Linked DNA regions of Oryctolagus cuniculus: region 2 is linked to region 1. Evidence: chromatin contacts called from public Hi-C data. All regions are on one chromosome and are shown on one strand. The core of a region is the stretch at or near the end of the contact, and the rest is flanking DNA. Distances in the headings are between cores, read along the strand shown.

The links. A called contact is a pair of places that touch in the nucleus more often than the background predicts.
Region 2: a Hi-C map of an unstated tissue shows a contact between it and region 1, with 2.9 times the contacts expected there. The contact joins the promoter of TOMM6 here to the promoter of CCND3 in region 1. A contact is called at or near these places in 3 of 6 Hi-C or Micro-C datasets (ear pinna, psoas muscle and an unstated tissue).

Annotation. Positions count from the first base shown.
Region 1 is chr5:127,870,389-127,873,088 of mOryCun1.1, reverse strand. CCND3 (cyclin D3) reads right to left here and starts at 1,371. Exons shown (of 4, transcript XM_051855705.2): 1 at 1,172-1,371. It overlaps TAF8 (TATA-box binding protein associated factor 8), which reads left to right and starts at 2,333. Exons shown (of 9, transcript XM_051855711.2): 1 at 2,333-2,395. The coding sequence starts at 2,351.
Region 2 is chr5:128,103,749-128,106,448 of mOryCun1.1, reverse strand. TOMM6 (translocase of outer mitochondrial membrane 6) reads left to right here and starts at 1,422. Exons shown (of 2, transcript NM_001171253.1): 1 at 1,422-1,549; 2 at 1,996-2,092. The coding sequence starts at 1,422. The coding sequence ends at 2,092. It overlaps PRICKLE4 (prickle planar cell polarity protein 4), which reads left to right. Exons shown (of 8, transcript XM_051855706.2): 7 at 1-84; 8 at 550-908. The coding sequence ends at 902. It also overlaps a transcript of USP49 not described here.

The DNA of each region.
Region 1 (2,700 bases), core at 122-2,621:
CGGGCTGAAACTCAGGGCTGGGTACAGACTGAAACAGAGGTGCTTTCAACTTCAGCTTCTAGAGGGGCGGACGCTCCCACCTGTTGAACCCTGAACACCCTGAACACCCGGGGCGCACGCAGACGGAGAGCGGCCACGCACACAGGTGCCGCAGGGATTCCTCAGTGCCTGCGCCAGGAATGAGCGCGGAGCATCTGCCGGGAAGCAATGGAGATCCACCTCCCCACTGACGTCTGCTCCCACGGGGAACAGAGACAGGGGGGAGGGGGGGTGTTTCAGAGGGCCAGCACCTGCCAGAGGAAACAGCTCGGAGCCCAGGTGTGGGGGGCGCTGCACCAGCTGGACATTATTGGCTGTTTGGGAACCAGCCCAGACATCTGCCTTTCCTCGAATTCATCCCCACCTCCTCTTCATACCTGGGCAGTGCGCTAGAGAGAGCAGTTGCTGCTGGGTCACCACGTAGCCCACAGCGGAGTGCAGTCCAGTTCTGTGGGATGAGCAGTGCCCCCAGTCTTCCCACTAACGTCCCTACCCAGCGATCTGTCCATCCTTCCTTCCGAATCCAGCTCAAAGCTCCCTTTCTCCCTGACGCTTCGCGCCGCCCTGGGCACGTCCCCGGGCTGTGCTGTGGCTGTGGATGCGCACTCCCGCACTCTCGGCACCCCACACAGAGCCGGCGCACGGCCCACGCTCGGCCCCTCCGTGCCCCCTGCCTTACACCGGCTTCTGCGGTGACTCCTCGGGTTAACACTCAGACACACCGCCGACGCGCAAACTCTCCCCTGTGCACCCATCAGAGGCGACGGCGGGACAAACAGTGGCCTCCCCCGGCCTCGGTCTCTCGCGCCCCGCTCTGGGGTAGGAAGAACGGGAACAGCCCAGGGAAGCGCCCTCGCTCCCAGGTCCGCTTAAGGGGGCGGCGGTGAGCGCAGAGGCGCAAGGGCTTCTCCGCCCTTCGAGTACACGCGAAGCGGCGCGCGCGTCCTGGGAGCGCAAAGGGGCCCGGCTGAGGGGCCGCCAGGGAGGTGCTGACGGCGCGGAGACCCCCAACCCAACCTCTGGCGACCCCCCCCCCCGGCCGCTCAGGATATCTAGCGTGAACCGCGAAGCCCCAGGGCCAGGGGGTGATGCCCACATCGCCTCTCCCCGCTGCGCCAGCCCCCAAGCCTACCTCGTGGGCAGGTGAGTCCCGCGGAGCACCCGGGGTGGCCGCACACGCGCTCCCCCGCCGCCTCTGGCCTCGGTCTTCGGGAAGTGGCGGGGGGCTGGGGTGGGGGTGGTCGCAGCCCGCAGCCGCGGCGAGGCAGCGCACCCCGTCCCCAGGCGCCCAAACAGACCCAGGCTCCGCCCCCGCGACCGCGGCGTGTTTACAAAGTCGGCGGATCCCGAGTTTGAAGCTGGGCAGGAAGTGGGGAAGAGGGGGCGGGGGAGACAAAGGGGCTGGGGCGCGGCTCCGCGCAGCCCGGGTGCCGACCCCCGCCGGCCCCGCCCCGCGCGCCCTAGGTAGGGGACGGGGCCCCGGCGGGCTCAGGTGCGCACGGCCAGCAGGCGCCTAGCGGGGCCCGCCAGCGCGCGCGACCCAGGAAGCCCACCACACAGTGGGGCAACTGGCTGCACGTCGGGCACCGGGACAGTCCCCTGCCGTCGTTACCTGGTTGTCCCCTCGGCCGTCAGCACCCCTCCACCCCCAGATTCACAGAAAAGGAGACTGACGCACAGAGCGGTTAGGTATTGTGCCCAAACTCCTGCAGCCGCCGAGGGCTGGGACCCAAGCCCAGCGTCCGTGCCCTGCCAAGGCGCAGGCGCGGCGTGGACCCTCGACACACACCCCCCCCCCAAGACCCTCGGCGGCCACGCGGACGCGACGCTCGAGGACTGAGGCAGGCCCGGAGCAGGCACGCCCATCCCCAAGGGGTCCACGGACGGCCGCACAAAATCACGAGATCAGATGCCCCAGGGTTTCCCAAGAGGACCCAGGGAGCTTGGTAACCAAATCCCCAAGCCCCTTTCCCACGGTGGGGTCACTAGGACCGCGCTGGGCCCAGCCAGGTGTGGCTAATAACCAGAGACGTTTGGAGAAACCCTGCCAGTGTAGACTACCTCCTGGATCCTTCCTCATCAGAAACGATTCACTATTAAAACAGGCTTATTTTAATTCGCGTAAACCAAGATAGCATTTTCGCACCCCCCCCCCAAGCCCACACACTTCGCATACAAATGGTCACGTGCGCACCCCCACCCAGCGAGGCTTCGGAAAACCGGGAGGAGCGTGCGCGCGCCCCGCCCACCCCCGCCCCGTGACTACAAGTCCCATCGCGCCCCGCGCTCACGCACGTTACGCCAGGGCAAGATGGCCGACACGGCGGCCGCTGCCGGGGCTGGCGGCTCCGGAACGGTAAGGGGTAGAAGCGCGGGCCCGGCGCTGAGAGAGTTGGGGTACTCTGCAACTTTCCCCTGGCCTGGGCAGCAGGCTTATGCCCAGCTATCCCGCCCCAGCGTGGGCTGCGACCGGAGGAGGGCCCCTCAGGCTGTGCGCGCCCACCCCTCTGAGGGACTTGGCGGCGGCCTCCTGAGTTGGTGAACCTGTGTCCTGATTGGTTTGCTCGGTTGGGAACCCGGAACATCTCCTGATTGGTCCAGAGAGGACTGTTTCGCCTCTTCATTGGCCAGGCAGAGCTGGGCGGGATTCCTGCTTCAAAA
Region 2 (2,700 bases), core at 173-2,672, 230 kb before region 1:
CCTGCTGCCTCAGCTGTTTCGAGAGCCGCTACTCGGACGCGGGCTCGAGCTCGGCCGGGACGCTGGAAGGGCGGGCGACCCTTGGTATGGGAGAGGTGCAGAGCAGAGCGGGAGGGGGCGGCGGCTTGGGCTGGGAGGAGGGGTCCTCCTGAGCTAAGATCCTCGCCCCGGTCCCGCGCCATCCCCTCCCTCCAGCAGCGCCCCCTCCCCCCCGACGCGAGCCTCCGGGCCCGCAGCTCTCACCGCGCGTCCCTGGCCGCAGCGCTCCAAGGGCCTCCCGGACCCACCCCGCGCCGCGGTCGGGGCTGCGGCGCCGGACTTGCTCCCGGGAGGGGGACGCGGCCGCCCTCTGGTGGGCGGAGGCGGAGAGGCGGGGGACCCTGGAGAGGACTGGCGGCGGCACTGGGGGCGGCCGCTGGTCCTGGGGCGGGGAGGGGCGAGACGGGACCGGGTGCGGCGCTGGGCTCAACTGTCGGGTCGCCCAGCCTGGTTCCGGGAGAGGGAAACTCGGGGCCCCGAGGTGAGCGTTTCTGTCTTGCCCCGGCACAGGGGAGGAGGGACCCAAACGAACTGAACGCAAGGATCGCTCCTCGATGAACACCCTAACCACCAACAGTGCAGCCCTTCTCGCCGCAGCCGCCAGCTCCAGCCTGGAAACCCAGCAGGGGAAGGAGTGCCGAGCTGGGGCCGAGGCAGAGGGACCCACGAAGCGGGAACAAGGCCTTCTAGAGACGCCCCATGATCCGAGGGAGGATGTCCCCTGCTCCACCTGCTCCTCTTCCTCTGACTCAGAACCCGAAGGCTTTTTCTTGGGCCAGCCTCTTCCCCGGTCCCGGAAGACCCCTGGATGCCCCCAAGCAGGGGACAGAGCCACCTCCAGGAAGCACTGCACCATTTGCTAGTGACACAGACAGGAGACGGCGGGGAATAGGGTGGGAGGGATCTTGTGAGGCGAGAACACCAGGCGCTCCTCCCCTTACAAAACTCCTAAGATGAAAGCAATCGGGGACCGAGCCTGGGAGTTACAAATTGCGACCCCTTTTAGCACAGCGCGTTCTACGACTTTCGATGGAGACTTTCTTGAAAACCCCATTCCCCAAGGCTACGTTTTCCGGGCAGAGCCAGCCCCTACCCCACCCTCACGGGCTGGGACAGCCCAGCATCCTCCTCTGGAGCCACCGAAAGGATCACTCGGCACGTGCAGCTGCAGAGCGGGAGCCAGCAGCAGGGGACTGTGGAGTCGGGCCGCGCGCCTCCATGTGCAGCGCTGGGGGCGGGCCCGACTCGGACGTCGGCGCATGCTCAGGTCGCAGCGCCCTCTGCCGGCCAGCACCGCCGGAAGTGCCAGGCCGGAAGTTGCGTATCGCCGGGGCGGCTGCTATACCGTGTGAGGGGACCGTGCTGAGCGCAAAGGTGCTGCTATGGCTTCCAGTGGGGTCACTGTGAATCCTTCTGGCCCCGCGAATGAAGCTCCAGAGATCCCTGACAACGTGGGAGATTGGCTTCGTGGCGTCTATCGCTTTGCCACTGACAGGAATGATTTCCGGAGGTAACTGAGCCAGGCATCCCGGTCCCTCTCTGCCCTTCACCGTCTACACCTGCTGCGTTGCCCTGTCCCTGTGGGGTTGGCGTCCCCGGGGGTGTCTCGGTACACTGCCAACATCGTGTCCTTCTCATGGCCTTGGGTGTACCTTGCTGGGGTCCTTGACCGCGGGAGTTGCGTGGGGGCAGACGCGATCTGTTAAAGAGACGCTATATAGGGTGACGGGGCGGGAGAAGGTGCCCAAATACCAACAGGGTTTTGGGCGCTGGACGAGTGCTTAGTTGGTCTGTGGGTTTGATCCTGCCGTTATCAGGCTCAGAAGTGGACTCAGAATTCCCACGTGGGTCTTGGGCAACCTCAGGAAGGAGGCGGTGATGGCTTCCTCGCTGTGTTGGGTGACTATCCAAGGGACTCCGTGGCCACAGGACTGATGAAATACATTCTTTTTCCAGGAACTTGATTCTCAATTTGGGACTGTTTGCTGCAGGCGTGTGGCTGGCCAGGAACTTGAGTGATATTGACCTAATGGCACCCCAGCCAGGGGTGTAGCCAAGGAGGTAAGCGCCTAATCTCTGCATGTCTTAGGAATCCTAGAGGTGGGGAGAAGCCGTGATTTATACCAATTGTTCATGAAATTTAGAAGACTCGATTTTAAACCCTTGGCTTTCCTAGCTAAATGTGTTTCCAGATGGCACAAGGGATTTGAATCTTAGCAGTCTCCCTCCTGTGCTTTCCGTTTCTGATGTCATCTGTTGTCCTGTCATCTGATTGCAGATAGATGGAATCTCGGTGCAGTACTCAAGCCTTCCAAAAGCAGCCCACAGTGTGTGACCACCACAGGACATGCCCCGATGGCGGCTGAAGTTTGATGCAGCGGGAGCCTCCCCCTTCCCTGCCTGGTTCTCTCTCCTCCCTTGAGTCCACTGGGAACTGTGCTCCCTGGTGAGCAGCCCAGCCCCCGCTAAGGTATCGCTTCTGCTCTGTCAAGTTCTGTACATAGTTCCCACAGTTTTGCACCGTGTGAGCGCTCCGGTCCTGAGGACTAACAATGGTGTGTTAACAGATATGTGAAATAAAGACTGCATACAAGGACAGCCATTTTATTCTTTTAATAAGAAACTTCTGCTTACAAAAACAAGGTGTAAAAAGTCAAGATT